5 separate regions of the Mus musculus genome follow, and regions 1, 2, 3 and 5 are each linked to region 4. A link is a contact called in public Hi-C and HiChIP or PLAC-seq data. All regions are on one chromosome and are shown on one strand. Each heading gives the region's core, a stretch centred on a gene start, on an enhancer-like site or on the middle of the called end of the contact. The rest is flanking DNA. Distances are from core to core; before and after follow the strand shown.

The links. Hi-C and Micro-C count contacts between places; a contact is called where the count stands out from the background. HiChIP or PLAC-seq counts read pairs in DNA pulled down with a chosen protein or histone mark.
Region 1: an H3K4me3 HiChIP or PLAC-seq map of embryonic basal ganglia shows a contact between it and region 4, with 3 times the contacts expected there. The contact joins the enhancer-like site here to the promoter of Fign in region 4. A contact is called at or near these places in 3 of 39 promoter capture datasets (frontonasal cranial neural crest, second pharyngeal arch cranial neural crest and stem cell-derived epiblast-like cells) and 8 of 115 datasets of contacts at active chromatin or transcription factors (astrocytes, craniofacial prominence, embryonic basal ganglia and 5 more).
Region 2: an H3K27ac HiChIP or PLAC-seq map of embryonic fibroblasts shows a contact between it and region 4, with 10 times the contacts expected there. The contact joins the enhancer-like site here to the promoter of Fign in region 4. A contact is called at or near these places in 2 of 39 promoter capture datasets (frontonasal cranial neural crest and liver), 2 of 484 Hi-C or Micro-C datasets (the N1E-115 cell line and adipose-derived mesenchymal stem cells), 4 of 115 datasets of contacts at active chromatin or transcription factors (craniofacial prominence, embryonic fibroblasts, fibro-adipogenic progenitors and 1 more) and 1 of 9 other capture datasets (pancreatic islet).
Region 3: an H3K4me3 HiChIP or PLAC-seq map of neural tube shows a contact between it and region 4, with 3 times the contacts expected there. The contact joins the enhancer-like site here to the promoter of Fign in region 4. A contact is called at or near these places in 7 of 39 promoter capture datasets (the C10 cell line, cranial neural crest, hippocampal neurons and 3 more), 1 of 484 Hi-C or Micro-C datasets (cerebellum) and 4 of 115 datasets of contacts at active chromatin or transcription factors (embryonic forebrain, embryonic midbrain, forebrain and 1 more).
Region 5: a contact with region 4 is called in a Hi-C map of the N1E-115 cell line, with 9 times the contacts expected there. The contact joins the enhancer-like site here to the promoter of Fign in region 4. A contact is called at or near these places in 10 of 39 promoter capture datasets (the C10 cell line, cranial neural crest, embryonic stem cells and 6 more), 22 of 484 Hi-C or Micro-C datasets (the AtT-20 cell line, the HL-1 cell line, the N1E-115 cell line and 13 more), 18 of 115 datasets of contacts at active chromatin or transcription factors (craniofacial prominence, differentiating embryonic stem cells, embryonic basal ganglia and 12 more) and 2 of 9 other capture datasets (adipose tissue and embryonic stem cells).

The regions. Positions count from the first base shown.
Region 1 is chr2:63,667,789-63,672,130 of GRCm38.p6, forward strand. No RefSeq gene overlaps it. Among named protein-coding and RNA genes, the nearest start is that of Gm8541, 95 kb to the left of the region's middle. Within about 2 kb of position 1,958, at least 11 of the 459 cell types and tissues checked have an H3K27ac peak or open chromatin away from gene starts, as enhancers often do. A contact at or near this core is called in embryonic basal ganglia, where this site is marked.
Region 2 is chr2:64,412,672-64,417,170 of GRCm38.p6, forward strand. No RefSeq gene overlaps it. Among named protein-coding and RNA genes, the nearest start is that of Gm13575, 21 kb to the left of the region's middle. Within about 2 kb of position 1,355, at least 14 of the 459 cell types and tissues checked have an H3K27ac peak or open chromatin away from gene starts, as enhancers often do. A contact at or near this core is called in adipose-derived mesenchymal stem cells, embryonic fibroblasts and fibro-adipogenic progenitors, where this site is marked.
Region 3 is chr2:64,520,189-64,524,294 of GRCm38.p6, forward strand. No RefSeq gene overlaps it. Among named protein-coding and RNA genes, the nearest start is that of Gm13575, 130 kb to the left of the region's middle. Within about 2 kb of position 2,718, at least 7 of the 459 cell types and tissues checked have an H3K27ac peak or open chromatin away from gene starts, as enhancers often do. A contact at or near this core is called in neural tube, where this site is marked.
Region 4 is chr2:64,095,454-64,099,793 of GRCm38.p6, forward strand. It overlaps Fign (fidgetin), which reads right to left and starts at 2,585. Exons shown (of 4, transcript NM_001267846.1): 1 at 2,389-2,585; 2 at 1,442-1,611.
Region 5 is chr2:64,455,236-64,459,806 of GRCm38.p6, forward strand. No RefSeq gene overlaps it. Among named protein-coding and RNA genes, the nearest start is that of Gm13575, 64 kb to the left of the region's middle. Within about 2 kb of position 3,111, at least 5 of the 459 cell types and tissues checked have an H3K27ac peak or open chromatin away from gene starts, as enhancers often do. A contact at or near this core is called in the AtT-20 cell line and the N1E-115 cell line, where this site is marked.

The sequences.
Region 1 (4,342 bases), core at 708-3,207, 430 kb before region 4:
ACATGAAATCAAAACACAGGAAAGCCAATTAATTTGTTCTGATATATCATGTATTATACTTCCCACTTTCTATTCTAATTAATTGGAAATAATCTATTTCTGTACAAATAAAAACAGAATTTTAAATATTTAATCTGTGTCTGTTCTTTGGACATTAAGTACAAGCTGGACAAATAACCCAATAATTCTGAGTACACAGAAATTCTGAGTACTCTTCTTCACAGCAGAGGAGAAAGTGCTGACAGCAAGGGGAAGTACCATACTGAGCATTAACAGATGCCATCTTTTTATTTATTAATCATTTTATTTATTTACATTTCTAATGTTATCCCTCTTCCTGGTCTCTCCTCCATGACACCCCCCCCCTCTGTCCCATTCCCCTTTGTCTCTAAGAGGGTGCTCCCCCACCCACCCAACCACTTCTGCCTTACCCCTCTAGCATCTCCCTTCTCTGGAGCTTTAAACTTCCACAGGACCAAGCACCTCCCCCCTCGCTGTTGTCAGATGAGTCAGTTTTCTGCTTCATATTTGGCGGGTGCCATGGACAGACCCATGTGTACTCTTTCTTTGGTTTGTGGTTTATTCCTTGGGAGCTCTGAGGGGTCCAGTTAATTGATACTATTTTACTTCCTGGTTCCACGGAATACACAAACAATACTTATGCCTGGGAAAACAGCACATGTGATGTTTCAAGTGTCCTGGCTTCAACTGGAACACAGAGAATGAAACCTTGAGAAAAAGAATAAGAGGCTGGAAAGAGGTTCTAGATTCTGTGGAGAGGTCTGGCTCACGTGTAACAACCATCCTTTTGCTTTTTCTTAGTTTGGGCTTGAGAAATAAGTTGATGATGATATTTCGAAACTTAAAAGAGAAACATTCACAAGTGAAATTGATAGGTCTGTCAGAGCCTGACAGATACAGAGGCAGATGCTCTCAGCCAACCAGTGGACTGAGCACAGGGCCCCCAGTGGAGGGGTTAAAGAAAGGACTGAAGAAGCTGAAGGGGATTGTAATCCCATAGAAAGTACAATACCAACCAACCAGACCCGCCCTCGCCACACCCCCCACCCCCCAGCTCCCAGGAACTAAACCACCAACAAAGGAGTACATATGGAGGAACTCCTGGCTCCAGCCAAATGTAGCCAAGGATGACCTTGTCGGGCATCAATGGGAGGAGAGGTCCTTGGTCCTGGGAAGGCTCGATGCCACAGTGTAGGGGAATACCAGGGAAGGGAGGCAGGAGAGGGTGGGTGGGGGAACACCCTCATAGGAGCAGGGGAGGGGGAATGAGAATAGAGGGTTTCGGTGGGGGTCGGGAAAGGGCAATAACATTTGAAATGTAAATAAAGAAAATAACTAATAAAAAATGAATACAATGCTAAGCACTATAGCTCGTTAACCAGACAACTGAAATTATTTAAGCTCAATTCAAATTTCCATGTACTTCAGTGTGTTTATTTCTGTTTTGAAATCAAGAATCACACACTTTTGGGAAGCAGATGTGATTTGTTTGCTTTAAATCTGTCACTATATTGTCACTAATTATCGTATGCACACAATAACACGTATTTGTTAATAATCAATGACAGTGCCTTTTTACCACAAGCATCCTTAAAGTTTTTGAATATCAGTTGCCTTGCTAAGTGGAAACAGTGTTTCTCATGTAGAAATAGAACTTAAATAAAATCACACTTAACAAGTTGCCAGAACTCATTATATATAGTAAGCATGTATTCTTAAGAAATGAAATATTTAATATTTCAAGCATTGAAAAAATTGGGCTGGCCTAAGAGTCATTAGTATTCCAGGTGAGGCACACCATGCAAATTTACTCAGCTGTTAAGAAATGAGTCATACACTATTTAATATAACAAAATAGTTTATGTATATTAGAGTAAACAGTGAAATCACAATAGAAAAAAAATGGGTTTGGTTCAGATGTTGAGCTGCTATGTAAACCAATTATCTATCCGGAGGGAAACAGCTCTGTCTACAACTACTTAGGCTCTAGGGCCTATTACAAACCCTGGAGTGGGCTGTTGTTTCTATTCTCAAGGGAATTTACCACGTCACACTAGAAATAGCTGACAATAATTAGAAAGCCTGCTTCTGCCAGTATTGCACACATTTTTAATACCTTCCTAAGTATTATGGGAGATAATACACAGGGTCTTTAGAATTCTAGTCATGCCACAACAAGCCACAGAAAGGACAACTAGACAATAGCCCCAAACTGGACTGTGACAGGCTAATTATTGCGGCTTCATTATAAAACCTCTTTTTACATAGGTCACCTGGGAAGTGTAATTAAAAATGCATTATTGGTGTATTTTTTATTGAAGCAATTAAATTAAAAAGCCAAAAAAATAATTATATGAGGAGCAAATAATAATGTTGTTCAACAGCATTTATCTAAGAAAGAGAGAACACGTTAGTGCTTCATTAGCAGTAAATGTGTTAACGGGAATCTGTTTGAAAAATGAGCCATAGAATGGCTTTTAAATACGCAGATTAAAGGATTTATAATGTCAAGTTTAACACAGAAATTATAGATAGTATTACATAACCATGAATGATAGCACCTTTAATCTGACTTAGTAAAATGATTTACATCGTGCTTCCTGCTGCTTCAGTTATGTGAACATTATATGTACTGTATCTCGAATAAATCCCTTATATTTTTATGTGGACCCGTTCCTGCTCTCTAATTAGGTGGTACATAATATAATTAGATGTTAAAATATGTATCTTCAAGAGAGGACTATTTGCCTTGGATATCCACTCTAGGTACTATAGCATCATTTATTTAGGAAGATTTTGTAAATCTCTAATCTACTGTACCAACTGAACTCCCCCTCCTATGTCCCCAGGTTCTCTTGGCATGTCTCTGCACCTACATCATGACAACTGCCATCATCACACATGCTCTAATTAATGAGAACTTCCTACCTGTAAAGAAGTAAACACCCATGATGTGCACCGAATTGACTTTTAATTCTCTGAACAACTGTAAGAGATTGGTGCCTCATTTCCATTTTATAAACAAGGATAATTGTGGTAATTTAATCGATCTGTATATCAATGGTAATGCAAATTGTTCTCCAGTAAATTATCCAGAGTAGCAATATTCTTTGTTCAAGTAGAGAACTCTTAAATTTTAAGCCTTTATATGTTTGGTGAATATTATTCAGATGTTATAGAAGCTAGATCAGCATCTATAAAGGAAGATTCTCATGTCTGACCCTCTTTTCCCTTAGAGGAAAAATTAAAATTCACAATCACAGAGACCTGTCAGTTATGCAAGACTATGCCAGAGCAAAAAAGTAGACCAGTGAATAAATCAAAAACCACCACAGAAGTTCATTGTTGAATATAAGACTTGATTCAAAACAATCATGGTTGACAAGAAGAAAAGTGTTCTATTTATGTTTTGTCCTAAGATTTAGTATTAGTCATGACCAGTTATTACCTAATGAATCCAAATTATATCTTGGCATATTATAATTAGTTTAATTGGCAATTTGAAGATTGTTACATTTCATTGGAATTTTTATGAGTCAATATTATTTTGTGTCACAAGCTACCATTCTTAAATATATACTGTAATCTCTGCCTTGTGTCTGGCTTGCTATACATTACCAATAAGCAAATACACATCATGGGTAGAGCTGAGAAACTTTTAGTATAGAGGTTCAAGTGACTGTTCCAAGTTCACGTTGCTAATGAAGTAAGGGCTCAGATGCTATTCCAAGTTCTGCTAGACAAAGGTTTCCATAAAGATAGAACCATAAATTTGGGTTTTTGATTTGTAAATACTTCTGAAGCTAAATTTCACATAAGAATTTATTCAAAATTTATAAAACTTAAGAAACCTAAATGTTTTATATTTTAGAGTGATGTGATATATGTGTGTGTGTGTGTGTGTGTGTGTGTGTGTGTGTGTGTGTGTGTGTGTGTGTCTGTGTGTATTCAGTTTATAGAAAGAAGGACCATCAATGTATTCAGTGTTAAGCATTTCTTTATAGTTATATCAAAAATTGAAACATGTGATAGTATTAACTGATGTACTAGTACAATCAACATCCAATCTTTAATTTTAGATAAAAGTATTAATTCATCTTGTAAATCAGATATAGATTTTAATATATATTCTTATTTCAAACATTTTATTTTACCCAGTTATTTAGTACATTGTATTACATTAGTTGACTAAATTTTCAAACCAGTCTCACCTAGGAATTCTTTTCAGATCATGTTCAGGTAGACATAAGTGAGAGGACTTAAAAAAATAGTCATATTTAGATTTTTTTCTGTAATTTCAAACTAACTTATATGTCTTGGA
Region 2 (4,499 bases), core at 105-2,604, 320 kb after region 4:
CTGTTCAACCCTTAAAACATGAAAACTCTGTCACTGGTAACAACACTGATAAACCTAACAGAAATAAGCATCAAAAGGCAAAACAACAGAGGATGTTACCTGTGGAATCTGTATAGAAACTGAAATCACAGCAGCAGAATACACAATTAGTAATTGCCAAGGTCTGGTGAAGACCGTGCCAAAAGGGGGAAAGGAGACATGTTGGTCAGAGATTATAACCACGCAGTTGTGATGGTTAGGTAGGGGTGACTTTTGGACAGTATGGTTGTAATTTAAATTTATAACTATTAAAAAGTACAGCATCAAGCCGAGCGTGTTGGCGCACGCCTTTAATCCCAGCACTTGGGAGGCAGAGGCAGGTGGATTTCTGAGTTTGAGGCCAGACTGGTCTGCAAAGTGTGTTTTAGGACAGCCAGTGCTACACAGAGAAAACCTGTCTCAAAAAACAAAAAAACAAACAACAAAAAAAAGTACAGTAACTGAAATATTTTTACTCCACCAAAAAAGTAAAACTTAATTTACTTGATTGTACACATCTTATTAAGTGTATGCACAAATAAAAACATCACTTTGTGCAATGTACAGAAATAAGAAATACAGGGATGTTTTTGGAAATTATTCTTCAATAACTCTGGAAAAACTACCAAACTGGAAAGAACAAAAAACCTTGAGATGTCTCTATCCCATCATCTGCATATTCCTAAGAATTACAATGTTTTAGAAAGCCTTCCTGGGAGGAGGACTCTGGGTCTGTTTTAACAGCATTTCCAGGATTTTTCAGTGACTCATAGTTCTAGGCATTCATGTGAATTCCCAACTTGCATTTTAAACTTTGCAATCATTTAAAAAGAGAATGCCTTCCAACTTTTCATTATAATGAGATAAAAACTTCCCCATAGAAAGCTTTAAAATAGTGTTAGTCTTTGCATGCCTTCTTCTTCTTCTTCTTCTTCTTCTTCTTCTTCTTCTTCTTCTTCTTCTTCTTCTTCTTCTTCTTCTTCTTCTTCTTCTTCTTCTTCTTCTTCTTCTTCTTCTTCTCCTCCTCCTCCTCCTCCTCCTCCTCCTCCTCCTCCTCCTCCTCCTCCTCCTCTTCTTCTTCTTCCTCTTCCTCTCTCTCTCTCTCTCTCTCTCTCTCTCTCACACACACACACACACACACACACAAACACACACACACTCTGATATTTTCAGTCACACTGTTAGTGAAACTGCTTCTTGAATTTTGGAGGATAACCAGCAAGTGACAGAGGTGACATGTGTATCAATTACACAGAAGTATAAAGCAAAGCATTTTTAAGATCTTTAGAAGGTGTCACACTGTGTTGCAATTTTTCTTGGTCATCTTTGTTCAGTTTCTGTGCTTAGTATGTGTACTAGTCAGCTGTTGCCAGTAGCATTCCTTTCCTCACAGTCGTTTTGATATAAAACATCTGTTTTTAATCATCTTATGTTTATTTTCAAACTAAAAGAGTACTTCATATCAAAATAAAAGCTGATCAAGTTAAACTTTCTAAATGTTTATTATATCCCCAACAGAACAGTCCAACCAAGCAGTGGGATCCTAAATACAAAATGAAGGGGGAAGTCAATGCAATGCGTATAGCCAGGTTATTCAAATGAGGGTTTGAGACAGCAGAGGAGTGAAGGAGGGCGATGGTTTTATTGCATCTTTGAGAGGCACAATTATGTAGTAGGTAGGGATTGGTAGCTTTGGAGGCTGTTGAGAATGGAACCATCTCTTATGGTCAGCTTTGGAACCCATTACATTGATAGCACTCAAAAAGAAAATATTAAAATACCCCTTCTTAATCATCCTGATGAAAAGAATGAATACATCTTTGGCCTTGAGCAGACATGTAACATTCTGATCTGCTCCAAAGATCAACATTACATATCCTGGTTTCATCCCTTAAGAGTTAATTCTGACTTGTCAATCACCTGGCTGGGAGAACACCAGATAGGAAATATGACTCTCTTGAAGACATGCTAAGCAGATGGGAAGACTGTCCCTTCAATGAGATGATGTATTTGTACTACTCCCAACACTTCTTGAAAGTAGTTTTTGGATATCCAGTGTTAAGGCTACTCACTCTTTGAATTCTAATCTCAGAACTTCCCCCTTTCTTTTTTTTTTTTCCATTTTTTATTAGGTATTTAGCTCATTTACATTTCCAATGCTATACCAAAAGTCCCCCATACCCACCCACCCCCACTCCCCTACACACCCACTCCCCCTTTTTGGCCCTGGCGTTCCCCTGTACTGGGGCATACAAAGTTTGCTTGTCCAATGGGCCTCTCTTTCCAGTGATGGCCGACTAGGCCATCTTTTGATACATATGCAGCTAGAGTCAAGAGCTCCGGGGTACTGGTTAGTTCATAATGTTGTTCCACCTATAGGGTTGCAGATCCCTTTAGCTCCTTGGGTTCTTTCTCTAGCTCCTCCATTGGGAGCCCTGTGATCCATCCATTAGCTGACTGTGAGCATCCATTTCTGTGTTTGCTAGGTCCCGGCATAGTCTCACAAGAGATAGCTACATCTGGGTCCTTTCGATAAAATCTTGCTAGGGTATGCAATGGTGTCAGCGTTAGGATGCTGATTATGGGGTGGATCCCTGGATATGGCAGTCTCTACATGGTCACTGAAACTTATAGAGGAGAAAGTGGGGAAAAGCCTTGAAGATATGGGCACAGGGGGAAAATTCCTGAACAGAACAGCAATGGCATGTGCTGTAAGATCGAGAATTGACAAATGGGACCTAATGAAACTCCAAAGTTTCTGCAAGGCAAAAGACACCGTCAACAAGACAAAAAGACCACCAACAGATTGGGAAAGGATCTTTACCTATCCTAAATCAGATAGGGGACTAATATCCAACATATATAAAGAACTCAAGAAGGTGGACTTCAGAAAATCGAACAACCCCATTAAAAAATGGGGCTCAGAACTGAACAAAGAATTCTCACCTGAGGAATACCGAATGGCAGAGAAGCACCTGAAAAAATGTTCAACGTTCTTAATCATCAGGGAAATGCAAATCAAAACAACCCTGAGATTCCACCTCACACCAGTCAGAATGGCTAAGATCAAAAATTCAGGTGACAGCAGATGCTGGCGTGGATGTGGAGAAAGAGGAACACTCCTCCATTGTTGGTGGGATTGCAGACTTGTACAACCACTCTGGAAATCAGTCTGGCGGTTCCTCAGAAAATTGGACATAGTACTACCGGAGGATCCAGCAATACCTCTCCTGGGCATATATCCAGAAGATGCCCCAACTGGTAAGAAGGACACATGCTCCACTATGTTCATAGCAGCCTTATTTATAATAGCCAGAAGCTGGAAAGAACCCAGATGCCCCTCAACAGAGGAATGGATACAGAAAATGTGGTACATCTACACAATGGAGTACTACTCAGCTATTAAAAAGAATGAATTTATGAAATTCCTAGCCAAATGGATGGACTTCCCCCTTTCTAAGCAAATTTTCCTAGGTTTACTGGGCGTTCTCACTAATTCTGTGAAGTCTCCTTTATCTCACCACCTTCCATGTAGCTGCTAAACGACTCCATTGATAAGCATGTCAGTTTTCTTTGACCCTAACTCAAGAGTCATAACTTTCTCTGTTTTTTTCTACCTCTCTTTGCCTGTAGTTGGTAGGATTCCTAGCTTGCCTGTGACACTGACTTCCTTCTTGAATCTAACAAAAATTTTCCTTGAGCTTTCTTCCTGGTATATTACTCAATTATTTTATTAGCAAGGATAAGAACTCAAAAGGGAACCCTAGCTTTCTGTGCAACGCCAGCTGTGGGATGTGTGTGATTGTAGCAAGCATTTGCAAGAGCTCAATGAGTTTTGCTCCCAGGATGGAACAGACTTTGTCGGTTCAGGGAATTCTCAACTTAGACACCCATATTATTTTCTATTAACACTGTGATTTTGAAACGTGTCTTTCTTATTATAGTTTACTCATATAACATAGTTAGCAGGGTGGTACTTATTCCATCAATCAAAATATGCTATAGAGCCAAACCTAAAATCACAGTGGTAAGGATTGCTAATTTTCTCCCAGAGAGTACTATAAAAGTAGTACAGAGATGGAAGGGTGGTTATTAAACATTTCCTAATATACCACATTGTTATAGAATGTGTAGCTCTTAGTTTTCCAACTTGAATGTGTAAGGAATCTAGCAATTCTTTTTTATTGGATATTTTATTTATTTATATTTCAAATTGTATCCCCTTTCCAGTTTCCCCTCCACAAATTCCCTCCCTTCCCTCTCCCCCTGCTTCTATAAAGGTACTCCTCCACCCACCCACCCACTCCACCTCACTGCCCTGGCATTCCCCTACACTGGGACATTAATATTTAACAGGATCAAGAGCCTCTTCTCCCATTGATGCCAGATAAGGCCATCCTCTGCAATATATGCAGCTGGAGTCATGGGCCCCTCCATGTGTACTCTTTGGTTGGTGGTTTAATCTCTGGGAGCTCTGGGAG
Region 3 (4,106 bases), core at 1,468-3,967, 420 kb after region 4:
GTTAATAACACTTATTATTAGGTCCTCAAGAACATATCCTCAGATGGTGGTCATTCACAAACATGAGCTGAGAAGGGATTAATAGATATTAAGTTCGCAGTAGCCACGGTGCAGAAAAACAAAATGACTTCCTTCTTATTCAGAAGAACGGCAGGAGCTGGCATAGCCTTTTTTTAAAAAAAAATTGGTTATTTTATTTATTTGCATTTCAAATGTCCCCCTTCCCAGTCTTCCCTCTGCACAACCCCAATCCCGTCCCCCTCCCCTTTGCCCCTAAGATGGTGCTCCCTGATCCACCCACCCTCTCCTGCCTCACCCCTCTAGGATCTCCCTAAGCTGATGCGCTGACACAACCTTTTAATACTATTGGTAAATGTTGAGAAATTGAAGTAGAGAGATGCTGGGTTACCTAAAGTTAAAAACTTATATGACTTATGTAACTGCAGAAAAGTATCTAAGTAAATTCAAAAGAAATCCAACATCCTAACTTTTTAGTCCTTTTGTGATCTTATGGGACATTTGATAAATCCACTGCCATTGAAAAAGGCTTTACATTTCACTTGGATGAAAAGTAACTTGATATCTGTCCATGTATGTTGTATATAAACAAGACAATGCACAGCTGACATATATGTTAGCTAGAAAAAATAATGAATCATAACTTCAGACAGTTCTGGAAGATGAATGAAAGCATGTTAATAATAACCCAAAATCTTGCTGTTAATAAAATTACATATCTTCACCCTAATGAAGTTAATTAAGCCTTTCCTGTGAACTTGAAAGAATGTGCTGATATAAAATCAGAGATTAAGGCTTTGGAGCTAGTGACATAGGCTATGGGGAAAGTGGTAAAGGAGAAAATGTGGATTTTAAAGAAATAGTCTATATTAAAGTAAGTATAGAAAAGATAGATTTTCTTTAGAATTTTAGCACATTTGATAAAACTAGTTTGTATGTTTTAAGGCTCAAAGACAAGGAACAAAAAAAAAAAAAAAAAAAAAAAAAAAAAGGCTGGGTTGTAGAGTACTTGTCTAACATGTAGAATTCCTGGGCTCAATTTTCACCTTTGCAAAATGAGGCAAATAAATAAGAACAAAGTAAATATGCACTAGTAGCAGTAATAATAAATTAAAGTTTAGATTAACTGAGAGTTCTAGAAGCTACCCAACAACATCCTAAGGCAGCACCGAAAACACAGAGCGAAATCTGGGACCCAGAGTCGTATCTTTCCCATACTCATGATCGTATTTATTTGATTGCTTTTGTATTGTTTAGTTTTGTCAAGATTGTAAAGATAGCCTGGAGTGGTGCCTCATTCTTGTCATCTAAGCTGTTGCTAAGCAAAAGGAGAAGAATAAGCGGTCTAAGGCCAGACTGGGGTATACAGTGAACTTCAGGCTAGTCAGGAATAAATGGCAGGATTCTGCCTCAGAAAAAGGAAGGCAAAGGAGATGAAAAATGAGGAGGAGGAAGAGGGGGAGGAGGAGGAGGAGATAGCAGAAGAGGAGGAGGAGGAGGAGGAGGAGGAGGAGGCAAAAGAAGAAAGAAGGAAAGGAACATATATACAAAAGGTGATTTGATTTCAGTGTTATAAATATGGTTAAGATACAATCTCATGTCCTTTCAAAGGGCAAAATATTACTAGCCTTAAAAACAACACAAAGGGAAGATATTATACAGTTAGTCCTCTAATTCTAGAAAGTTCTGAGCAGCAGATTAAAGAAGTCATCAAAGCTTTCATGAATAAGTAGACCATCTAGCTTTAAAGAAAAACCCAGTGTGGGCCATCGGAAAAGACATTGGCAGCGGAAAGCTACAGAAGCAAAGGTAGACAAGGAAGATAGATCATTCTTTCCAGAATGGGGTTTCACATTCACTCAGTAATATTGCAGCTAAACCTTGAGCCTTATGTTTCTTAATCTGGATTCTCAATCTACAGCATCCAAATAGTTATCTAGTGCTGTGTGACAAGGCTCCACACAATTGAGTGGGTTGTAATAATGACCAATTTTCAACTTACTGTTATGGGAGTGAGCAGTACAGACTTGGCTATGGGGACTGATCCTTCTGCTTTGGGCCAGCTTTCAATGATGTTGCTAGGATTGCTCAGCAATTTGCCATCAGCCACAGGTCAACTAGAGGCTGGTAAGACTAGAACAGCTCCAACTGGGATAAATCATCACTATTCACCATGCCTCTTGTCCTCCAGCAGGCTAATCCTGGCCGATTCCCATGACAGCTGGACCAGCGTTCAGGAGAGTCATTAAGAAGCCCTGACTCTACCCTGGCAAGCTGTCACTTCTGTCACATAGGGCAAAGCAAGTTCTATGGCCAATCCAGATTCAAGAGATGGGAAATGGAGTTAACCTCTTGGAGTAGCTGCAACACACCCTCAAACAAAGGATATAGACTCAGAAAGCCGTGTTGAATTCAGTGCCATTCTAATCAGCCTAGCACACATTCAGTGTAAAAATGAAAGCAGTTTTATACGTTTTTAGAAACAGTTTGTTTTTGTGAGGTAGATACTAGCCTACAGAAGGTATGTGATCACATTAACATTTGTCACAAACACAAAACCAGTCAATGCTCTTTATCTCAGGAAATCAGCTCTGCTCTTGTCATCATTTCACAGCAAATTTCCACCCAGTCTCTGGCAGAGCTGCATTGGACTGAGCACAGAATTGTGTTTTCTTTCTTCCTTTCTCTGTCTTTTAACTTCTCAACTGCCGTCACAATAAGGGGACATCATTTAATGCTAAATTACAAAGGAACTCTTGTGGGATTGCCTATTACAGCTGCCTTGATGCCAAAACTATTCAAAGTGATGAATGTTTTACACTGAATACCAAATACGCTCATAATTATCTTGCCATTTATAGAAAGTGTTGCCAATCTACCTTTGATTCTAAAGAAACCGCACATCTTTATCCACTTGAAAATAAAATCTTGTGCTCATGAGATCTACACAAAGGCCCTTTCATGTGGGTCAAAAAGGATGCTTCCCCATGCCCATTTAATATGTTTTCTCTGAAGTTCTTTATGCTGCCCTGAGGGCCATACACATAGTGGTGATGAGCATGTAACTTGCATAGCAAACTCCCTTCCTCCAAACCCACATCACAGCCTTCAGTGATACTGAACATACCATAATAAAATCCTATTTTTTTTTGTATGCTCTACACATACAGCTAAGGTATTGCTTTGTGAACAGGGCCCAACAACACAGGCACAGTTTACCAGGAACTTAGCATTTAAACGACTTTCATCTTGACAATGACTGACATGTCTCGCTGAGAATATTATATATTTAGAAGATTTTTTGAAGGCTCCATACTTAAGAAGCACATCTCATCCCATTCAGTGAACTTCTGAACTAAGTCTTAAATCTTTAAAGAAGGGTCAGAAAGCCACCCTGCTACAAAAGCCTGCAACTTGCACCCAACTCGTATCACAGAAGAAATTCATGCATAGAATAATTTTTCCGAAGTTTTCTTTCCATTAGAGAAAAATATTCTTCTCCTTTCAGCATTGAATATTTATCATTGAGATGAGAACTTCTGCTAGACTCAAAGTAGAAGACTCAGAGTTTATTCTTCATAAACTTTGAGAATTCCTTCAACCCATGCTTCTCCATTTACACAGCAGATCAGGGAAGGCTAGAATCCAATTTCAAATCAAATAACCCCCATATCGACGCGCAGGATAGGTGACAGGGCGCGCTCATCACCGTGGTGCTTTCTGGTGGGTAATGTGCTCTGTGTAGCCATTTGGCAGAAAACGCTCCAGTCAAATTGAAATAGCTTTAGAGCCTTGGTTAGAGTGGAAAAACATAATGTATGCTTGTCATTAGTTGAAAAATACTGTGTTCAAATTAAAGGGGGGGATGGGGGCTCCTGTGGTCTAGATCCTAGCCTGCACAATGACAGAGGTGTCAAGATCTTATTTAAAAGTGTTACGATGCGGCACAGCTCAGCAGCACAATTTGTAAGGAAACATGGGATCATGCGCCAGGGACTGAAGATTTGCTGCCTGATATGAGCTACAGGTAGTGATAAAATATGTTTCTTCCAGATAATTACTTGCTGCTCCAGGAAAGTGGCATTTCT
Region 4 (4,340 bases), core at 1,335-3,834:
AAAAAAAAAAGAAAGAAAGAAAGAAAGAAAGAAAGAAAGAAAGAAAGAAAGCAAGCAAGCAAGCAAGCTGTGCTCTCTCTCCTCCTTAAAACATTTCTCAGGGCAAATTATGTGCATCTAAAATAAACAGTCTTCTTATTGATCGATTCAAAGTCAACAAGTTCCAAATGCAAAATCCAATCAAATCCTTCCTATCCTGCAAGTGTAGTGTGTGTTTAGTCCTATAGTCAGCAGAGCCCAGGCAGAAGTGCATGTCGCGCCTCCAGTCCTGAGGTCCCTTCCCCAGTATTCTCATTTGTGTTATGAGAAAGCACTGACCAGGGCCACACTACAGACGCCTGGCAGCTTTGACCCTCTCTCGTCTCTTTTATTCCTCTTCCCTGCTTTCCCTCTTTTCAAGAGAAACCCATGGCATGGGGGAAAGTGTACCAACAACAAGAACCAGTTTAAAGTGCACATATTCTTTGGTCATGCAAAATACTTTCCCATCTTCTTCTTGTTGTCCCCTCTTAGACTTAATTGAATATCACAAAGTGTACCAATAGCACAGCCACTAGAGCTATTGAAAACCCCTCTCACTCCATTTAACTGACTTTAAAAAAAAAAAGAAAGAAAGAAAAAGAGAGAAAGAGGAAAGAGTGATTACAAATAAAGTCATTTTCAGTTCCTGATTATTTAATTCTATCACAGGTTAAAAGTAAAAAGCTCTGACAGGCAGACAAGTGAATGGCAAGGGGGAAAAGAAAAAAGAAAAAAAGAAAACTACCAGTCTTTCTTACAAGATGTTAAAACTGGAGTGATAAAAATTATACACATATATATCTTACTTTCATGTAAAAGATACGCCATCACCCACTCACCCAAACGGCGGAAAATCCACACAGAAGAACCGAATACTCCATAAAGTGCAATCAAGGGAGCAAACAGTCAAATTCCATTAAAAGGTTGGGGTTGGGAGAAAAAGAAAATTCCATCCAGTCCTGTGTGTGTACATATATATGGATATATGTATAAACACTTTCATTACTTAGCAGTCTTTGCCCCACACTCCCACCCTCTCCATCCACCTAACCCCCACCCCAAAACAACAACAACAACAAAAATCCCACCCCGAGTTTAACTAATTTACATACCATTTGACTTCACCCCTGTTGAGAGCATTAATAGAAACATGCAACTTCAAGATTAGAGCTAAAGCCAATGAAAGTGTCCGCAAATAACATATTAATAAAAACTGAAATGCATAAAGAAGTGAAAGCAAATACAAAAAAAAAAAAAAAAGCACAGTGACAGATTAAAATAAACAGACATAGACATGTTTAAAAAGAATTGGACATCATGAGCATCTGGTTCCCAAGCAGCCTCCAATGGTTTTTATCATGCTATTTAATTTGTCTTCCCTATTTAAATGCAAAGGAAGTAAATTCCAAAACTGACATACCATAAACACTGGTGCTACTGATCATTTCTTGCTGGTAGCACAAAAAGCTGAATTGGATTTCTCACAAGCAGGAATTCCAAAGGTTGCTTTTCATTAAAGCCACTTTTCCTCTCAGCTATCAAATGTCACTGCCTTGAAACGTGGGCCCTTTCGTCAGGTATTCATTTAACCTACATGCATATAATTAAGGGGGAAAGCAACATCAACAAAAAGGGGATCTCAGATCACAGGAGAAGAAAGAAAGGAAAAAAAGCACATGACCGGGAATACAAGTCCATGTCAATTTCACTCACTCCCATTGAAACTAACAAGAGCTCCGGGGAGGACGGTAATAGGATCAGTGGATTGTATATACCATTAAATTATACATCTTTCTCTCCCGTTCCTTGCCAACAATACGCCCACCACGCTGTACCCCCTCCCGCATGATGTGCTTACAGTTTTCTGCAACCGATCCTCTGACATTTTTCTCGATCCCCCAGCCACGAGATTGTAATTTAACCTCAACTTTTTGTGTGTGTGCAAGATTCTTATTTACACTTCTTATTTACTTAGAAGTTAGTTCCCGAAGAAAGTCTAGCCCCACCCTATGGCTCCGCTTTCTTATTTTATTTTTTTTATTTTTTGAGGTAAAAAGATAGTAGTGAGTAAGCCCAATATCGCGAAAAGCGAGATTCTTGCAGTCACGAACTCTTAATCCCATACTATTGTTATAACGATTAAGCTGCAGAAATATGCATCATAATGTTTCAGGGCTACTTTGTACAGAGAAATTAGACAGCAGGTTGGCGTACAAAATAGAAACGAATGCAAATTAAATTTACTGTTTACGGCACAACTCTGAGACCTCTTCTCACTACAGGTCTTGGATCTATCTATATTCTTTAAAAATAAAACAAAAACAAAAAATTTAAACAGATGGTAAAAAACTACGAAGCTCTCCTTACCTGGACGCGCAGAGCGAGCTCCCGATAGGTTAGCGTAGCATCGATCCGATGTGTTTGCTGATGAATGGAAGCTAGGGTTAAGTGAAGGTGCCTATGATTTGAAATCATTCCAAGTTTTTGAAGGGAAGACGGACTGCAGCCTCTGCCATGTTGGAATTTCAAACCCAAAACAGCTGCTTGGAAGGAGCCAGCATGCCAGAGGCTGAGCGCAGGCGCAGAGCGCCGCCGAGCCAAATTCAAATCACTTTCACACTAAGAGCCAAAGATCAGTTTTCAAAGGAGAGAGGGAGAAAGAGACGCAGGCGGCCGCGCGGCCGGGCGTCGGGAGGCAGTGGCGAGAGGCGGGCGTTGGAGCGCGGCGGGCCGGGAGCCCCGGGAGGGAGCGGCGGCGCGGGCCGGGACTGCAGGGGGAGCGGAGGCGGGAGGCGGCGAGCGGCGCCCGGCCGCGGGCGGACAGGGAGGGCGCAATGGCCGGCCGCCGGGTCATGTTACACGGCCCGGGCCTCGGCGGCCGCCCAGCCTCACAGCTGCGCTCCCGCGGCCCGGAGGGGGCCCCGAGGTCATGCCGGCGCGCGGGGACGCGGAGCCCGGCCCAGCCCGCGCGCGGGGAGCGACGCCCCCGGGGGAAGCGAGCCCCGCTGTCCACGCGCGATCGCGCGTCCCTGAGGGCCCCTCCCCGGTCCTCCGGTCACCACCGTAGCCTGGCCAGCCCTCCCTGCTGCTGCGCGCACGGGACGGGGACCGGGACGTGGAGCCGGGACGTCCCCTATCCCCGAGGCTCCCCGCACCAGTCCGAAAATGACTTTATCTGCTAGGGAGAGGCAAGTTGGGGAGGCAGATCAGCTTGAACCCACTTCACCGCCTCCACCTCCCCGGGAATAAATAAAAACCCTAAGTATCTAGGTGTGCGGTCCCCTCTCAAGCTCCCCCGGCTCCCCTCCCTACCTCCCCCAGGCGGCTCGGGCAGGGGAGAGCAGCGCCCGGGGGCCCACGGTGAGGGCTGTTGGTGCGCAGGCAGAGACCTGGGGCTTCAGCTTTCCCAGCCCCCCGCTATGGAGCAATCTGGGGACCCAGGAGAAGGAAGAGAGTCGGGGCTTTGTGGTGCTGGGAGCTGAGGAAGAATGAAATGTGCAGTTGAGTGTGTGGCTCGCATCCCAGGGAGCAGTGCCGTGCTGATTGTCTGTGGCTGAGATAGCCTTTTGTTCGCAACATAAGGTTTAAGAAACACACACACGTTTTCTGGGGTCTCTTGTTAGATGTAAATGTGCTGCATCCAGACGCTTACTATGCAGTGTAAGCTCAGTTGGTTTACTAATCACCCCGCCCCACCCCCAAACAATCAGGATCATTTGAATGGGAACCTCATTCAGACTTCTGGGCTGAGAGGATTGCCTTCAACCTATTTCATCCTAGACTAGCCAACCATCCAACTGAGATAATAAAGCAAACAATAACATTTGATCATGATGTCTACGAGATAATGTGCCCGGCAAAGTTCTTAAGGAATTGTAATGAGAGAAAGAGAGAGTTGGGCAATAATTTCTCTTCATTTTCATTAAATATGACTTTAATAGATAAATGGTGAGTTTATACTTTGGCCTGCTGGATGTCCAGTCCTCTATATTTCAACTAAGCTGAGAATGCAAGAGGCAAATTATGTATTCGACCAGGAGGCCATCTAGCTGAAAATGTTACTTTGAAGGTTGGAGCAGAAAATACACTTGTTTAGGAAGAATGTCCTTCCTCACTGTCCGCATGTCTGTCCGTATGTCTGCTAGCTTCTAGGCTGGAGCTTTAATAGACAAAACTCCAGCTCTCATAAAAGGCCAAACATATACTTAGAAATTCATTTCTTTCTTCATTTGAGATTTTCTTGCATCTCAATAGATGCACTTATCACAATAAATTAAATGGTTAAATCTGGGCAGATGACAATTAAAAAGAAAAGAGAA
Region 5 (4,571 bases), core at 1,861-4,360, 360 kb after region 4:
TCACAGTGACACCCTAATTTAACACAAGCCACAGGGCTCTCTAAGTACTGGAGACTAATGTATGTGATAGTAATAGTGTGTCTTTGTGCCTGGGACATGTGGGAATGTGAGTTTGCAGTTTGGTGAAGGATGAAAAATTTGTGGTTCTCAGCAGTGATAATTAGCAATTGAAGATGAAGAAGAAAGAGAAACATGCCTTGCCTTTCTTGGAGGTTCTATGGTGTTATGTGAATAATAAAACCATCCAGACCCTTTACTGTGATGTACAAGGGAGGTTCTTGGTTTGAGATGGGGGAAATTCAGTTGAAAGAATAAACTTAGATGCCAAATGCTAGCAATATGTGTAGATTTTAAAAGATCAAAATATAACCTTTCTTGATTTCTTCCCTCCAGGGTCTTTCTTTTTTAATGTGATGGTAGACATCTTTTCATTTAAACAGTGCCATGAGACTCAATGGAAGGCACACTAGCTGGTTACCAGAGATGGAGTCTAAGGCAATTCCAAATAGAGAGGAGTTCAAGAATTTAGATTTCTCTTAACTCTGATGCATTAAATACAGTGTGAGAGGACCATGTATAGATCATAGACACATGACGAGTAGAGGGCTTTTTATTCCACATTATCCTTAAGCACACACTGCTTCATGGGAAATTAATCAATATTCATTAACTGAATTGTAAGTTTTTTTTTAAATCTAAGTCAGTTAATTTATTACATTAAAAGCTATTATTACTGAGCTACTAGAATGTGTAACTAGATTTCACTCTGCGGGTAGAAGAGCTAGAACAGAACAATGGCTGATTGTAGAGAGTCTTGTTTCCTCGTGAGTTCTGAGTGGTTACCTTGGGATACTATTCCCCATGGTGAGTAATCTGAAAATGATCAGAGTGGTATTTGGGTAGCACCAAGCACACCCCACACCAGAAGATGGCAGCCACAAAGCAAGAAAAATGAGAACTGCGACATTTTCACTGTTTCTAACTTTAATCGTTTTAAACAACCCCAGTATAAAGTCATAGTAGTCTTATCCAATTCTGCAACAGCTTTTTGTTTGCTTTGCTTTGCTTTCTTACAATGTAAAGTTAGTTTCCATCTTTGGAACTGTGGGATACATGTCATCCTGCCATTTCTAAAACTTAAGCAAATGGAGGAAGAGAATTGGACACAGTTAGCTGGTCTTTCTTTCTTTCTTTTTTCTTTTTTTCTTTTTCCTTTTTTAATCAACCCAGTCCCCTTCAGCCAAGCACCAGTGAAGCCCGACAGCATGGCACATTTCCCCACAATATACTCACACTCAGTCACCCCCTAGGAGGAGAGGGAGTGAGAGGGCTATTGAGCACTGAGAATCTCTCCAATGAATCACAATTATGTGAACACCTGTGCTAACTAAGTTTGTGCTGAGCCACTGTGAAAATTTGCAAAGTGCTCAACAGCCCTGAGAGTCTCTCATTTATTATCTCAGGTGGGGTGGTCTGCAACTGTACATTAGGTTGCAATGTGAACCATGTAAGGACATGCATTCAAGACCCCATCTAGGACCTTTCCATTCTTCCTGCAGGGTACAGCTGTGCTCCTTAACGGGCCAGAGTTTCTTTCTGAATGTCTGCCCAGAAAAGTTAAGGGCAAGTATAGGATTCCTTCTCCTCCAAATGAGGTGACTTTAGAGCCGCAGTCCATTCACTTACATTTCAAGATGAATTGACCATGGGATTGATCTTGGGGAGAACCTAAAAAAAAAATCAATGGTGTTTTTATGAATCTATAACCTTGTCATATGTTAAACTGTAAAGGTATCAAAACTCTAAAAGATGAGAAAGAACTGTAGTCATAAGCACAAATTTTAAACTGCCCACAAATTCTTTTCTCAGTAGGTAGTAATGGAGGAAAACTAATTTACATGCCAAGAAATTTATAGACAGACTACTTTTGAGTGGATGATTGATGAGAATTGGGGAAATAATTTATAAATGAAGTCATCAAAACAGCTAAAGCCTTGAAGTTGAGATCCTTGACTAAGCCACATACAGGGCCAATTGTTGACGGCAGAATAATAGTTCTACATAAGTCCCAGACAGTGGCTGTTGTCAGTCTGCTCTGTATTAAGGACTAGAAACTAAGGTGTAGTTTCTACATGTCAATTCAATTTTAAGAATGGAAATTTCCGTGTTGTTCTATAGGAACAATAGGTCGATTTGCCAGAGATCCCTCAGTGAAAATTTTATTTGCAACTTTGGATAGCTGAATTGAAGAGGAGATATTGATACAAAGGCAAGGGCCTTCTCTGGTACTTATTCTTCCAAGTATGACTCTCACGGCATCATGTTTTAAACATAGGACGGATAGAGAGTGCTCAGTGACTAGTTCCGTTGTTACAGATAGCAAGGGTGTGCTATGAAACAGCCGGAGATGATGCAAAGGGAAATCTTGATGCCGCGGAACAGAGCAGCCCAGTGAGACAGTCATCACATTCCAAGGCAAGAGTTCTGGATCTGGGTACTCACAAGCACATGAGCGGATGTTAGGAAATCATTGACGTTCTCCCTTTGGTCCCAGCAGTTTAGCTGGGAGATAGAAGGACTCTGAACTTACAAGCTTTGATCTCCTTCCCTTCAGGGTTTTACTCATCTGGGTTTCAGTCATTCCCTCCATTAGCTGAAAAGATACCTCTTTCCCCTGCTGTTACCTCTGTAATTAGATGAAAGGAGAACTAAGATGCACGGGAGATGAGCGGATGATAGTGCTTTGGCTTCCTGCCAGAGTCTTCTAATGAAAATGAACGCTTTCTGCATCTGGGTCCACGGCATTTGTTTGGAAGAGAGAAGTTTGGAAGGCTAGGTGAGTGAAGAAGGGTGAGAGAGAAAAATATCCTCCGGCTGGAATAGATCCATGTATCATTTAGGAATTAGATTTATTTGGATTTTGTGAACATCAAGTGTATGTCAGTCAATCGGCATACACTATCTCATTTAATCCTCACGGTACAATGCGGTGGTAAACAGATTTTAGCCCACTTTTTCAAAATATGAAAAATGAAGCCGAAAGTGGTTCCAAGCTCCTATTTGCTTCAGTCTGGAACCCTTGCCTAGCTGATGTCAAAACTTAAGATTCTAATTGCTACAACATACTGCCTCCTAGTGGCCGAAGTTGGGTAGGAATCTAGCCAAGATCAGCTACTGAGGGGGTGGGTGGCATTTGTTCTAGATGGGAAATGGTATTAACCCTTCAGGCTCAATTCTCTATCTCAAAGGCATGCTGAAAATGTCAAAAGTATTCTAGATGCTCTAAGTCCTCCAATATTTTTTAATGTTTTTCTGAAAATAGATTTTTTTCTCATACAATACATCCTTACCACCACCTATGGTGTCTGCGCATGTGTCCATGCAATCACACTCACATACACAACTGTGGATGGACAATCTCACCAGGTTTTAAGTTTTATAATATAATCTTTTTTTCCTCTTTACTCATCAAATCAGGATACACAACTACCCTAGCTTTTATCTTTCTTTCTGATATTGTTAAGTTATATTTGCTAATAAAGCTTATGAACAAACTCACATTAAGGGCTTAAGACCTTCATTTTTAGGTTTTATTTTTCATTCATGGGTTTTTTTGTGATTATGCAGTGCAGGTGTCGGAGTACCCACAGGAGCCAGTAGAGAAGGTTGGTTCCCCTGGAGTTGTTGATTTGTGGGCACTGGGAACTGAACTCTGGTCCTTTGGAATGAACAATGTACGATCTTACCTGTTAAGCCACATCTCAAAGGCCCATGTTCCACTAAAGTTTAAATGAGTATCAAAGGCATAATCACTTGCTTAGTACTTAATTTTATTTATTTCATATCATAGATTTTTCTACATAAAATGCCTGAAGTCAGAGAAAATGATTCGAAGTAACAGGAATTTCAGGCCTTGTGGCAGATGGGTGAAAACATGATTTCTGCAAGGTTACCTATGCCCCATATTAGTTGAAATATATTTGAAAGGCACATGTTTACTTTGCCTCTGCACTCGGCTGACCCTACTGAACAGGTGTATTGAAATATTACACTCTTAGAGATCAGAGGCTGCTGATAATGGCCTTAATGCTGCCATTCCTAAATTTCTATTAAATGATGCCTTACCATGCAACATTCTGTACTTGGTCTGGTAAATGGGTATTAGTGACCTCGAGTCAACAAACTTTGCTTCTCTCGACACTGAGTAGCACCGTAGCATTTAAAATTCATAGTTGCATTTACTTTTTAAATAGAACTTCAAGTCTTTAACTACCTAAGCAGAAAGCTTGAACAAAAGATATGGCCTTTAATGATGGGGTAGGCTGATGTTACTGGTCATAGAAGTTATAGCTCAGTGGTTAGTGCACTGAGATGGCAGAACCTTCCCAAAAATATTTCTCCCAAGTTCCATGGGCACAACGCACTGCCAGGCTCTTGACTCTTTGCTGTGTCTGTGCATTGTCACCATAACGGGTAAATAATGGTCAGTAGTGTTGGACCCATCAGGCCGAGCATCTTTCTTTGTTTCTCACGATTCTCATCTCTGTTCTATAGGAATCAGCCACACCTCC